Regions from separate parts of the Rattus norvegicus genome. Here regions 2 and 3 are each linked to region 1. The links are chromatin contacts, called in public Hi-C maps. All regions are on one chromosome and are shown on one strand. The core of a region is the stretch at or near the end of the contact, and the rest is flanking DNA. Distances in the headings are between cores, read along the strand shown.

Evidence for each region. A called contact is a pair of places that touch in the nucleus more often than the background predicts.
Region 2: a contact with region 1 is called in a Hi-C map of frontal cortex, with 2.1 times the contacts expected there. The contact joins two enhancer-like sites.
Region 3: a contact with region 1 is called in a Hi-C map of the A7r5 cell line, with 2.9 times the contacts expected there. The contact joins two enhancer-like sites. A contact is called at or near these places in 4 of 12 Hi-C or Micro-C datasets (the A7r5 cell line, the Rat2 cell line, Schwann cells and 1 more).

What each region holds. Positions count from the first base shown.
Region 1 is chr2:228,626,407-228,631,234 of GRCr8, reverse strand. It overlaps Emcn (endomucin), which reads right to left. Exons shown (of 12, transcript NM_001004228.1): 6 at 798-890; 7 at 508-561. Among named protein-coding and RNA genes, the nearest start is that of Emcn, 64 kb to the right of the region's middle. Within about 2 kb of position 1,929, at least 32 of the 93 cell types and tissues checked have an H3K27ac peak or open chromatin away from gene starts, as enhancers often do. A contact at or near this core is called in the A7r5 cell line and Schwann cells, where this site is marked.
Region 2 is chr2:228,169,885-228,174,712 of GRCr8, reverse strand. No RefSeq gene overlaps it. Among named protein-coding and RNA genes, the nearest start is that of Ppp3ca, 330 kb to the right of the region's middle. Within about 2 kb of position 2,407, at least 3 of the 93 cell types and tissues checked have an H3K27ac peak or open chromatin away from gene starts, as enhancers often do.
Region 3 is chr2:228,910,943-228,915,770 of GRCr8, reverse strand. No RefSeq gene overlaps it. Among named protein-coding and RNA genes, the nearest start is that of Ddit4l, 110 kb to the right of the region's middle. Within about 2 kb of position 2,955, at least 50 of the 93 cell types and tissues checked have an H3K27ac peak or open chromatin away from gene starts, as enhancers often do. A contact at or near this core is called in the A7r5 cell line and Schwann cells, where this site is marked.

The sequences.
Region 1 (4,828 bases), core at 680-3,179:
TTACTCAGACTTAGCACATCTGTGAGGTGTTATATTCTTAGACATGTTTATGTTAAAACGAAATTAACTGCAACCGATATGATAAAATTTCATCAAGGTTAAAAAAAGCATTGTTTTTATTATTGGTTGCTGTAGGAATATTTAATTGACAAAGGAAGGCGTACGGCATGATGATTTGCATAAAAGTTATTAGCGTGGAGATTTTGCCTTAGTTGAATACACTCCCATTAAGCTTTTAGTTGCCTCTTCTGGTGATTGCTTACCACAGGACAAAAGTGGAAAAGAAACAGAAAGAGAAATTTAAAAAAAAAAAAAGAAAATGGCCACAGTGTGGTAACTAAGATCAGGCTTATGAGGAATTTTTAAGCAGGCTGTAGTGAGGATGACAATGGAGTCACATGTTGAGTAAAGTTGGGAACAGGCTATCCACAGCCCCATTCCTTCATTGTTCTCACTCACATATTCTGTGTGTCTGTTTCCAGGAATGGAAATACATATGCTACTCACTGGAATAGGAGGGGGTGGTTGATGTAGTGGCTGTGATCTTCCCATCCTCAGTATCTGTTATTTTGAGAAAGAACATAGCTAAAGTCACCTTTGATAAATATGATAATCCACATAACCCTCCCTCTGCTCCCATTTAAGGATATATTCATGATTTATCGTTATGATGTCGCAAATGCAAAATTTTCTCTCACCCTGCAAGAGTGTGTCTCAAAAATGAAGATGGATAGTATTTATTCCATAAAGAAGAGTGAAGTAGAAGAAGTTTCCATCTAGATACACAAAAATCATACCCTGAATCTGTGAGATGGTTTTTGCAGTTGTTAGCGATGCAGAGGGCGTCTCGGTCGTCTTTGGTTTTTGGTCATCTGGCAGTTGATTGGTACCTGTAGGAAAATCACAAACCCAGGCTCAGTTTAGGCACCGAGACTTCAGTATTGGGTTTCTTTGAAGATTTAAACAGTCTGCATTTTGAAAGATCTGGGAAAACACTTTATTTCTGTATAAGAGAGATGCATGAAATGGTAATGCTGAACTTGACATCACGTATTTCTTCTGGAAAGATAGCAGACTTTGGCACCACGTGAACTGGATATCGACATTACGTCATCCGGAGAACTGCCTAAGAAAATGTGAGCAAGTCTCATATTCTGGTCCCCATTTCACAGAACCAAAAGCATGAGGTTCTTGTGAGATGTCAATCTACGATAAACACTAACCACACGTCAGATATTTTTGACCTTGGTAAATGCTATTTTGTCTATCACACATGCTTAACATAGATATAAATGTAGAAAGCTTCTGATTTTATGTTATTTTCCAATGGTCGAAGATAAAAGATCACTACGTAGCCTTTGATAAGAAGTCCAGGAGAAATGGTAGAGACTCCTTGATTTCCCTCCATAAGTTGCTACAACTGTATGAGCATCTTCCATTGAATAATGACTGGTAGATTGTATCATTGATCATGATCTTTTCTTCCTTTAAGGAAAATGTTCTTTCCTTATTTAATCAGAGGACTAAGCAGATTATTATTAATAATAAAAATTATTAAAATTTTAAATATAAGACAACATAGATTAATATATGTGACATAAAGCACTGCATTTCACTGTCTTTGTATCATGGCTGCTGGCTCATCCTTCCACAAAGCTCCCAGAGTGCAAAAGGCCTCAACATCCCTCCCACCAATTCCTGCCTTAGCCAGTGGGCACTAAACAAGACTGACTGCTTCCCTGCACCGACAAATCCATTTTGCTGAGGATCCCGTAGAGGTGTTGAGACCCTGCATAATGGCACCAGAGAGATTAATATTTCTAGGGCTGCGCCATGGCTCCTTTCTCCTCTGCCACCCACAGCATAGCACACGCTGCATGCTCTGTGGGGGCAGAATCATGTTGGGAGTCGACACTCTGCTTGCCAGGCAAGAGATATGTGGGAAGGAGCTGGATACATGCCCATAGGAACAAAGAGAAATGTCAGGCTAGTGCACAAAGCAGGGGGGAAAACGAAAAAAGGAAAAAAAATATTAAGCAAAAGTGCAGGAGCTAGCCGAGAGCTCTGTACTGTTAGTTTTGTTTTCCTGTGTCAAGGGCTGTGTGGGGGTGAATAGTCTTTTGGGTGTTTAGGTACAGGACAAGATGGCTTGCTGAATAACCAGTGCTTGTTCAATTTAGAACAGCTAGTTTTCAAGACTCCCTATACTCCCTCATTACCTCCTTATTTTCAGGCCAAGGGTGGACTGAGGACTCTTTCTGATTCAAGCTACGCCACCCCAAGCTTTCTGTAGAAAAGCTGATTTGATTGTCCAGGGTCAGTGGTTACCACTGTGAGTCAAAAGATTGCTTTGATAACATTCTTAAGTGAATGGTCAGGGCGGGTGAAGTAGAAACTTCCAAGTTTCTATTTTTGTTTTTCCTGTAACTGGAATTCTTAAGAAATCTTTTCTGACTGGAATGATGGCTCAGTGATTAGGAGCTCTGACTGCTCTTCCAGAGGTCCTGAGTTCAAATCCCAGCAACCACATATTGGCTCACAACCATCTGTAATGGGTTCTGATGCCCTGTTCTGGTGTGTCTGAAGACAGCTACAGTGCACTTATATACAATAAATAAATCTTTAAAAAAACCAAAATAATATCTTTTCTGAATTCAACACCACACACACACACACACACACACACACACACACACACACACACACACACACATCTGTGACTATAACAGAGGGATTCATAGTGTGATCTGATGATCTTGAGCTTCATTTATTGTGTGAAAAATGTGCCACTGCAAATTTCTACCAAAATACCATGGTCAGGGAAGGTCCAGATGAAGACTAATGCGGTAGGTAAGAACATGGTTCTGAAAGCCAGAGTCAAACTCTAACTGCAAAGCTTACTTCCTGTGGAGACTTGACAAGCGATTTAACCTCCTTTTGTCTGATTTTCTTACATGTAAATGGGGCTAGAATAGTTTAACATTATATTGTTGCCATAAAGATTAAATCGACTAGGAGAATAAATGATCCTAGCATAGTTATTTTAAATTATATAACATTATGTAATATAGGCTATATGATATTGTTATAATGTATGATTATGTCTTTTAGGAAGGTAAACTTTTCAACCAAAGGCAGTTTGTCTGATTTCCTAAAAAAATTCAGAGTATAGCCATGTGAAATTGACTTTTCAAACATCTCTGTTTCAGGTGCCTTTAAAAAAAAATGCCTGGAGAAGTCAGGAGTGGGAGAAATTAGAACTCATGCCCTTCTTAGATCACGTGTTTGCACTGGGTCCTGAGTTTCGTGATTCTGTTGGTTAGTGATCTACAGAGGCACTCCATCACAACTTAAATGACTTCAGGTCAAAATTCACATCAAACTATGTGAAGCAAGTTCTCTTAGAGCCAAATCTCTTGCACTGAAATGTGTTCGTGTTTTTCCCATACGTGCTGAGAGAGGCCACGTTCTGGTTTTGAGGACAAGGTTTCATTATACATCTCTGGCTATCCTGGACTCGTTAAGTAAAGGAGATGGCTCAAAACTGCCCCTTCCTCTAGAGTGCTGGGATCAAAGGCATGCAGCACGATGTACACGTTTTTCCTGTAAACTTCATAAGTCGTTTGAACCTTCACTAATAGAAGACTTCAATGATAGCTGAAGAAATCTGAGTTTGACCTGAGAATTGTATTCAAAGGCCTGAAGTTATAGAAATGTAGGTGGCTGTGATTCCCCAGGCTGGATGAAAGTCTGGCCAAGGTGACAATACCGAGAGCCTTAGATACCTTCCAAGATTCTTTTGGGCTGGAGGATTCCCTGATGACCCTTTAATAACTTCCTAAGCATGAATGCCAATCAAGGAGGCTTTTGCCCAGCTCTCCTCTTCTGCCTTCCCCCAACTTACCTTTCTGCTAGTGGCTTCTCCAGCCCCCCACTACATTCATGTATTTATTATTATTTTTATACAAGCGCATAAATATATAAATACAGCCCATTGAGTCCATTTAATGTTGCCTGTATGTTTTGGTGTTTTCCACTTGGTATTAGATAACAAGTACAGGTGCTGATGCTGACACTGGCATCCTGATGTTGAACATCCTGACACCCAAGGAAGGAATGAAGTCTATGCTGGGCTCTCCTTATCAGAAACGAAATGGTGGATTAGAAAAGCAGCCAGAACAACATAGTTCAGATGAGGGCTACTATGTACTATGCTTGCAATTGGTGTAGCTCTGTTGACAGAGGAGAGTACAATGGTAGGAATCCTAGAACTTTCTTCCAGCTTTAAGAATGTAGATTCTTGTCAGATGATGCTTTGCTTTTTCACAGCTCTTTTGTGCATTTTCTGGAGATGTCTATGTTACCAGTAGAACATCAGAGGGGAGTTTTTCTGCCTTTACTTGGTTTAGATAGATTTCTATTCTCCTCAGAGCTTACCTTTGTAAACTGGGACAATTTATACAGGAATGGGAAAGTTTTACCCCAAAGTCATTCACTTTACTTTGGGATATCAATGTGACTAACCTGAGATAGTAACATATGCTTACCTGGACATTATTATGAATTGAGATCTATTCACTTTGGATAACTCTATAGAAATTAATATTAAGGGAGGGTTTCCTCTTCCTTAATCAGTTTAAATAGTTATTAAGTGCCAGGAATTTGTGCATGAGATGCAAGAAAAAATGAAGCATGATACTATTATTGTATATGTACCAGGTAATTTTATCCCTAAGGAAGTATATTTAATCTTGTGTTTTAAGAATGCGAGATTCTGTGGTTCAGGGAGATAAGTTAACAAGTCTGACAGTAAGAGAGAGGTAAAGTA
Region 2 (4,828 bases), core at 1,158-3,657, 460 kb after region 1:
AAAGAAGAAGAAGAGGAAGTGGTCTGAAGGACCCATTGGAGTGGACTGGATGGGTGAGATGACATGAATAAATAATTTTTAATTAAGATTTTGCTTCATTTACAGAGTACATATCACTCATTATTAGCACGTGTGCACATGTGCACACGCACACACACACACACACACACACACACACACACACATACATCCTGTTTGCTGCAACATGTACTTGCGTACTGTTTTCCATGTAAAACAGCTCCCTCATTCTTAAGCCAGAGAGTGTGACTTGAAAAATGCAAAGCTCGTGACTGGGTGTGGGAGGGAAAAGACTAAAATTAGAGAGCCCAACAAGCTCTAATATTAGGGATTTATTTTGAAAATGTCATTTTTAATGAGGGCTAGCAAGGAAATTCTTTAAAAAATGATTTTGCTTGTTTTCACATGTTGAACTTTCTTCTATCCTACATAGGAGAAGTTGCTTGCCTCTCTGTGTTATTTTTAAAGTCCTGCAGCCAGTTTCAGAAAGGAGAAACCATCTACTTAAATCATGTAGAAAAAAATTAGATTCAGTCTAAGTGAAGAAAAGATTGACCAGGTCAAAGGCAGGGCAATTTAAAAAAAAAAAAAAAAACAAAAAAAAACAAAAAAAAAACTGGGTAATGTTTTTTATCAGTCTGTCTGAAACTTGCACCCAAATAGTTAACACCCAAAATTAGATATCACATACTGAATTTAAAGGGGTATCATGTCACCATGGTAACTGGATTTGCTTAACCATAGCTTGAAATATATGTACAATCCAATTTAGTGACAGAGGAGAAGCCCAGAGGAGAGTGATGGATGATCATCTCCTTAAATTTCTCTAAAGTGGGGTATTTGAGTCCATGTTTTTGGAACCACTCTTTTGTAGGCTTACCTTTCTCGGTGTTTGTCTCTAAATCTTAGTTTTTATAACCAGGAAAAACAATATCAAAAGTTACATTTGGAATGATCACATGAAAGGAATCATTTGCTTATACTTCCGGCTTAACCAATTGGTATGTAGACATGAATTGTATGACCTGCCACTTCGTGTCTTGCCTTTCAAATGCTGTTTTATTTGGTTCATTTTTTGAAGTGTTTCAGATCATCTTTTCTTGAAAAGCTAATCCTCAAATAGCATTTCCACCTCCACCAACTCCTCCTTATGATAAAATTGTAAGAAAACTGCTTCATGTAAATTTAAAAAAGAAACTTTTAAAGTGAAGGGATACTGCCACAACCTAGCATCTGACTAAGAAACATCCTTAGCATTCTTCTAATAATTTTTGGATAAAGAGTTACCTCACAGAAAAGCAAAATAGTTCTTGCTGAGGCCCCATTATTTGACATTGGGGAAAAGACAGGATTCTTTGAGTTTTTCAAAATGTTTTTATCTTCCTGGCTTTGCTTGCCTTTTTTGAGGAAATGATTTAATATGATATACTTTGGGAAAATTTATATCATTTATGCTTTAATAATAATTTGGACCTCTATTGGGTTTCGTCATTAACTTGCACAATTCCCGTAATGCTAGTGGATATATGACAGAAAAAAGGGACAGTGAACCTTGATATCTTCCCTGCTGAACATCAGTGAGCTGTCTTTCTGCTTTGGGATACAGGGTGTTTAAAATATTTGTCCAATGTCTCCATCCAAAGCCTTCAATCAGAACGAAAATTGCTACTGTGAAATAAGCCCCAATTATCTGCTAGGTATTTAGTGGAAAAGTTAGTACATCCTGTTTTAATTCACACAAAACCTTGATAATTAGGAGTCATCTCCACTGTTTAGAGTGGTTGTTTTCTACCCTTACACTGCTTAAATTAGAAAGCTGAGGTGTAATGTTCCAGAACATGTTCTTTTGGAAGAGACTCAGCCGATTTCTAATGGTGCATTATGACTGATATCAGCGGTGAATGATAACTCGCCTGAGGTGGATACCTACTGCATTGTACACCGTTCCTCCGAAGTGGTATGCGGTTTCATGAAAATTCTCATCCCTCTGTTAGATGATCATTATTACGAGCGACTAGAAGGACCACTGGGAGGCAGTAGCAGTATGAGCCAGCCGCCCAAACTTCAAGTCATTGGCATTGGTTTGCTCTGAGCTGGGATCTCCACTTCTTTCAGAAATGAACAACATAGAAACACCGTTTCCTTTGCCATACCATAATACACCATTGTAGAGAAATGTGTTTGTAAATTGTTTGGGGATATAGATGTCCTGGTCTGTGAATACAGTGAGGAGAATAAAGACAGGGAGGGACCTCAGCAGACTAGCTCAAGCGCTGTAATGTTAATGGTGGAGGAACCGGAAGTAGTGAGCTGGGGCGGGCTCAGCTCCCAGAGTGGAAATGATGAAGACCTGAAGAAGATGCCCTGTGGAAGGGCTAGAGCATGCTGTGACATTGGTGTGGTCAGAGGACAGAACAGATGGAAATCTACAGGGTCCTTGGACGTCAGAACTAGAAATGACCTTCCAAAAAATCCAGAGTGGTGCTGTCCTCAGTGTGTCTTACAGACTGTCTTACAGTACCACAAATCAACTAAGCGTGTGTGTGGGAGATTCTTGGGGGAGCCTTGGAGTTGTGAATGCCTAACTTCCAGCCAAGCACTTCCACACTTAACAGTTTTATATTTGGCAGTTTCTGTATGGATTTTGTTTTGTAGAAAATAACCTATAGCTTCAAAATGTGGAGACACTGTTATTTTATAAATAAAAAGCAAATGAAACCTTACTTAGTATAGTATATCTTTCTTCAGTAATGAACAAATAAAATATATCCCTTTAACAGGGCAAATATTCATGCCTATGTATTCTTCAAAGTCAAAAACCATCTTTAGATGCCTGCTAAGAGGGCTGAGCGCTGAGGAAATACAGCCCACACTGAGCTCTGGGTCCAGACCAGTTCTGCCAAAGTGTTACCAATCTATATTTTGAGATTTAGCCATTTCAAAAGCCTGCCTTCATTTTCTCTTTAGGTTGAAAACTTTCAGTCAGTCCTAGGAAAGCTTCCATAGGGTAGATCTGTCCACTGTTCTATCCAAAAGGGATAAGGCTAAAGGAAAGAAACTCATATATCAAGGAGAAAAGAGAAGTTATATGACTAGTTCTAACCATGAAGATTTCAGGAGAGATACTGAAGCATGAACAAATGCTTTTGCATATCATTGGGCAGATTTTTCCTAAGAAAAGTCTCTGTTAATTCGAGGCAACCGACAGGACACTGGCTTTGGATTCAGACCTCCATAAATATAAATGAAAAGCCACTCAACTCCAGCTGTGTGCCCTTGACCCAACTCGTTAGCCTTTTAGTCTTCATGATGTACATATCCTTCTTGGATGTTGAGCAGAATGAGATGGAGTATGGGGTGGGCCCAGGGCAAGGCCAGATGTCACTCTTAACTGTGCATTGCTTCTGTTTTAAAGTGTGACCAAACCCATTTTTTAAAGAATTCTAGAGTTCCAGAAGTCAGGGGTTTTAGAAGAGCCAAGAACACTAGATACCAGATGCTCAGAATTACGATTGGGCCACAGACAGTCTTATGGGGAAAACAAGAGTCAGAAAGTGAATGATTTGGAAAAGTACACTTAGGGCGATCATGGTCCAAAAGGCATAGAATTTGAAATTATATGCCCTTTGAGATTCTTCTAGAAAAAAACAAAAATATAGAGATACAATAACTATATTGAGTATAGGTTTTTCTATTGAGGTTGTTATATTTTTGAAAAGTGGTATTCTTGAATGTTAATCTGGTCCATTCATTTCTTATGGACATAAATTCCAGTTTACAGCTCTAATCCAATGCTCTCACTGGGACTGGGCTGGTAGAATGGGCATATATGGCAGACAGCCTCTTGGGTTCTCTCAGAACAGGTTGGTTATGACATCATTTTGACAGATGTCGTATAGCCTTATGGTCTAGTTGTGGGCCTTTTTTAATATGATTACTGGCCGGATATGACATGTTTTTCTTTTGTAAGCAAATAGCACAGAACAAGGACATAAAACCACTCTATTTGAATAGATGCATTAACTTAATATTTTAAGCAAGTAGAGTTAACACATCGATGCATTCTGTGCATAATTGAATTCAAACATTGTCCAGAAGGGAGACATGTTGTTGACCACCACCACTCAGAACAGTGCCGTGGATAAAAGCATCCTAGAATATCTTTTACAGATCTTCCCTCATCATCAGGGAGGAAGAGTGAACTAGCCAGGCAGACCACACTGGAACAGTGGGATGCTGTGTAGTCAGTTGCAAACGTTTACCCAGCAATGATCATCCATCTATGCTCTTTACGGAAAGGCTGCATCCGCGAGGCAACACAGAGGTATGACTGCTGTGCTTTCAGACCTCGGGATGGACCAGCTGCAGAGTTGTTTTGTTGTTAATGTTTTGGTTTTGTTTTCATTTAATTTACAACCATATTTCCTCTGACCTTAGCCTTGAGCCAACTGTGAACTCCTTTTTCCCTTTGGGGACAAGCTCTCTGCCATTTTTCTGTTCTTTCTCTTGGCTTTTTAATGTCGATCTGTTTATATTTACTTTGAAGGTCATTTAACCCTTCAAAGTCCCAGTCCTAATTAATTTTTGTTGCTATTCATGCCTTGGCCACCGTCTGTGGCTGTTGTCCACTACAATTCGTATCAGAAAGAGAGGGAATCGAAACTATTTAGCCTGTTGTTTTCTGCAACTTTGGCTGTCATCTGTAACAAAGAAAAATTCATATAAACAACTGTGTTTCATGCATGTCTCCATATTGCATGAGTTATATTAAATACTTAGACTAAAAACTGTATCTCTGAAAGTCAAATTT
Region 3 (4,828 bases), core at 1,706-4,205, 280 kb before region 1:
AGTGTTGGTACAAGGAGAAGATGGACTTAACTCACGCTGCCTCCCGCCTGCTGTTGGGATCCTGGATAGAGTAGTTGGGTTCAAACTAACATTCTCAACTTCCAGTTGATCCTGGGAAAGAAATTCTGAGTGTGGAAGAGCGACAATACAGAGATAACCTGGGTCTGTGACACTGCAGTGTGACAGTGGACATGGCTCTGGTGTTTTGACTGCCTGAGGCAATAGACGTAAATGTCCTTGCTTGGTTAGCTACCGTTCTTCACTTTCTCTTTCTTCTTCCCTTCCCTTTCACTTGTTGAGAAGTGAGTACAGCTGGTGTCCTTGGGGTCTCAGAAGTTTAGAATTACCCTAGCTAAACCCACAGAGCTTTTCCATCGAACTTACCTTCGTGAATGGGTAGACTGGGAAGAAAAGGTCAACCACTAGTCCTTGATTCCCTAAGCTCTGAACAATGGCTTCCGAGGTTTCTCTCAGCTGTGGAAACTTCTTATGTCAATGCTGCTGGGAAGCAACCTCGTGGGAAGCTCGAACCAGGTCCTGCTCTGATGTGTAGATATATCAGGGACCAAGAGTCCTCTTTTGCCATCTTTCTCTACTCATGGCTGCTGTAGGAATTCAGGTGGACCATGTGAGGGCCCAAGGAACACATTTTGAAATAACTTTAAAGATCCAAAAGTTGGTAGGGCTACTGTCACAAAATAGTGCTTTTCTGGCTGACTTCTAGAAAAGGTCTTTTTTTGCTGCCTTTTTCCCCCTGGGTTTTTCTAGATAGCATCAGCTGCAATGTCACATGCTCCTCATCACCGTGTCCAAACTTATCACCTCCTGCTGTTTTTCATTATATGGCCACCTGTGACATATTTCTTTGTAGTTCTTTAGATTTGTACATCTTCAGACGAATTTCCTAGGGGTTGCCTTTAAAGATTGCCACAGAGTGAGTGGCTTAAAAGCAACGGGAATATTGCATACTCTTAATCCCCACACTCAGGACGCAGAGGCAGAACTTCAAGAACTCAAGGCCAAATTAGTCCACACAGCAAGTTTCCGGCCATCCAGGGTTACACAGTGAGACCCTGTCTCAAAGCAAGCAAACACTACCGTCCCCACTACCCCGCTAGAGTAATATTCTCCTTTAGTCCTGGAGGATAGAAACGTGAAATTGAGGTTGTCGGACTATCGTTGGAAGAACCTTCTGTTAAGGTTGCAGTCCACCATGTCCAGAGAGCTCTCCAAGCTCAGCGCAAAATGGCGGACTTTTTCCCGGTAGGGTTTCCTCTTCTCCAGCCAACCTTAATTGGAGATTGGGGAGTGCCTCTAAGCATAGCTGCCTGACCTCATTTGGGGATGACCCTGCAGAGAGCTTCCTGATTTGAGATTCAATACGAGTCTTGGTTCTTCTTCTTCTTGCCCGTGTGATGATTCAGTGCTGTGTTGTGACCAATCGGCTCTTCCTGCAGGTAACCCTAAGAACTCTTGTTCTTCCATCACTCTAAGCCATCTGGACCCTGGTTGCTGCTTCTGCTCCCTTTGCCCTCGTGGATTGTCCTGAGTTTCTTTCTGCCCTGAGTTTCCTTCATGATGAACTCTAAGTGGTAAGGCAAACCTTTCCTTTTCCAAGTTGTCTTTACCTGGTGTTTGACACAACAACAGAAGGCAAACCAATACAGGAGGCCTATAACTGGCTGAAGGGTGAGGCTGTTTATGATTGACCAAAGTCCGCACTTTCTGTAACAAACCATATACACCTCTTATGTGTGGTAGCTTACATATGAATTCCCAGCACTCAGAAGGCAGATGCAGGAGGATCAGAAGTTCAAGGTCAGACTGGGCCACAGGGAACCAACTTGTTTCAAAATAAATTAATGAACAAATAAATACTTGTTCAGTTTGTTGATGTTTAAGTGGTAGTTTGTAACAGGGGCTCAGAGTTCAGAGATAAGCTAATGGCTTTCTGTTTTCTTAATCTAACACGGCCAAGTTACATTTCTGGTGTGTGTGTGTGTGGTGTGTGTGCACACGCGTGTGTGTGTAATGTGTGTGCATATGTTCATTTGTGTGCATTTGTGTGATGTGTGTGTGTGAGACTGTGAGTGTATGTGCCTGTGTGTGGGTCTATATGCATTTCTCTGTGTGTAGGTATGATGTATGTGTGACTGTGTGTGTATGTGTCTGTATTTGTGCATTTGTATGTGATTCTGTGTGTATGTGTGTTTCTGGTTGAGTTGGGGTGGGAGTGAACGTTGCCTCTCCTGAAACCACCACGCCTCATCTGTAGAACGCTGCTTCTTCCTCTCACCTGCTGAAGTAAGGCAATATATACAAAATATTTCTCCTCTCTAGACCTGCCTGCTGTGGAGTCCAGATCATTTATTATTTATTCCTAAGCAGGATAGAGCTTTACTGCCTATTTTCGCCATGGTTCATGAAATTGACACAGGAAGTAGACACACAGGAGGAGCTGTAACTGCCTCCTGTTTGTTGTTGAGCATGGGTATCCGTCCTGGTATGCAGTGGCAGCCAGACTGTCTCCAGGAGAAGCCAGCTCATGGAGGGCGGTCTAAATCTCCCTTCTCTGCTGCCATCTGCTTTTTTTGTGAAGACTGCTAAGAACATTTCAGAACTCTCTCCAAATATTAAAGTCCTTATCACTTCCTAAACTGGAGGTTTGTTCAGGACTGCCACAAAGCAGTACTAATACTCCTCCTCTCTCTCATCAGCAACTTCCTGTGATGGTTGGTGCTGGGGAACTCTCTGAACCTAGGAGGAGAGCGAGGATAAAACCTGTGAGTTATCTATATCTGGCTCCCGGCTTTGTTTTCTTAGAGAAACCTGTGTCGGCTAAGAATCACTAGAGGGCGCCGGCGGGCTACGCTGGCGCTGGAGAGGCACCGCTCTCCTTCACCCACTCCACTCCCATTCCTTCCCACACTGCGGGGGGCAAAAACAACCCGGGGCGCTGACGTCAGGCAGCCCGAGGCGCCTGCCGCTGAACCCATAGGTATAGTTAATCCCCCAGGAGTGAGGCCCGTGCTTTCCCCTGGCAGCCCAATTTTCAGCTTAAATCATTGCCCTAATCTTATTTTAATGTGCATTGGGGCCCTGGTGGCTAGAGTGGGTGGCAGGGGAACAGCATTTAACATCCTTTGGAGTTTGGATTGTGCCCGACACTTCTTAAGCACTTGGGTGGGACAGAGAGACTCTGTAATCTTGCAGCTGCAATCGACCTCAGTAGTCTTTGCCTTATTTGGCAAATTTAATGGCAACGTTAATTTTGGGGATTGGGGGTGGGGCTGGGGTAGAAGAAAAGGAAAGGAACACGTGTGAAGTAGCTAGTATGTGCCGTGCACTTTCTCATGTTGTTTAATGTTCACAGCGACTGTATGAAGGTGTTTGAAATGCTCAGTTTAGCAGAGACATTGAGAGATCTAAACCTTCAGTTAGACAGCTCGGCGAGTGGCGCCCTCCACTGACCAGTCCCAGAACCGCAATCTGGGATCGGCTACCTGTGCGGTTTGCCTCGCTTTCTAATTTTACTTAAGGACTCTCACCAAGTGGGTCTATTATTAGTTTTACACGAGACTTGGCAATGGAACAAAACCCACATTCCAAGGGGAACTAGCCCTTTTCGGGATAGTAGAATAAAGGCTAAATTTAACCACTCAGATGCTTATTAACCTCTAGCTGTCTAGGATGTATCTTGCCTGACTTGGATCAAGTTCAGGGCCAGATGTGCTTACAACAAGGTAACGGAAAAGTACTGGCTAGCGGAAGGGCGTTGTTTGACTGGTGTGACATCCACGGGCTGTATTTAAATCAAGTAAAGGAAGAGAAGAGAGCAGTTTATCTGATAACTTGGTTCGTCATCACATCGCTGGCACCACAAAGGTGGTATAGTGACCCAGAGCATGGGGTGTGAGGGAAGTGACACACAGTGCCCAAGGCAGAACAGGCTGTCCATAAATGGTGAGTCAGAATTCAGTGATGCTTTCAGAATGGCAATGGTCCCACGGCCTGTATCCCAGAGTTCTTCAGCTGAAGCCCACATCCCGGTTGGGTGCTCTAAAATTAAGTATAAATCAAGAAACCAAACTGTAGACACTTCACAGACCAAAGTGCCTCGTGATGGTGCGATGACTCCGAAGTTGGTCAGAGAGGCATCAATTTTTTTTTTTTTTCTTTTCAGGTTTCTTGTGCTGTTCTGACAGGGGCTGCTTCGCCTTCAGAGATTTTGTTCCATTCTTGAAAAGCTTCGTGTAAAACCATCGATAGTCCATTTGGTGAAAGTCCTCAAAGTCAAACTGGAAACAGAGGCGAGGTGTAGCTAGTGTAATGGGGACCGAGTGGGGACCGAGTTGGAACGAGAAGGACCGGTGTCCCAATCACATGCTCTGTCGTTTTTAGTCATTTGCCTGTGAGTAAAATCTTCACCGTGATGAAGGTCCAGCTTCTTTGTCAACGTGACTGGGTTTAGGATCAACATGGAAACACACCCCTGGATGTGTCTGTGAGAGTGTTTCCAGAACACTTAAGTGAGAATGAAGGCCTACCCTGAGTATGGGTCCAGCTCTCCCATAGGCTGGGATCTGATTGAATAAAAAGGAGAAAGGGGAGGGGTATGAGAGAGGGCACAGCAGTTAAGAGCAACTACTGCTCTTGCAAAGGGTCAGAGTTTGCTTCCTTCAACCCACATGGCAGCTCAAGTTGCCAGTAACTCCGGTTTCAGGTGACTCGATGCCTCTTCTGGCTTCCAGGCAGGCCAGTGGTGCACATGCATTCATTCGGGCAAAGCATTCAGACTCGTAAAATAATGACGGATTCAACTTTCAAA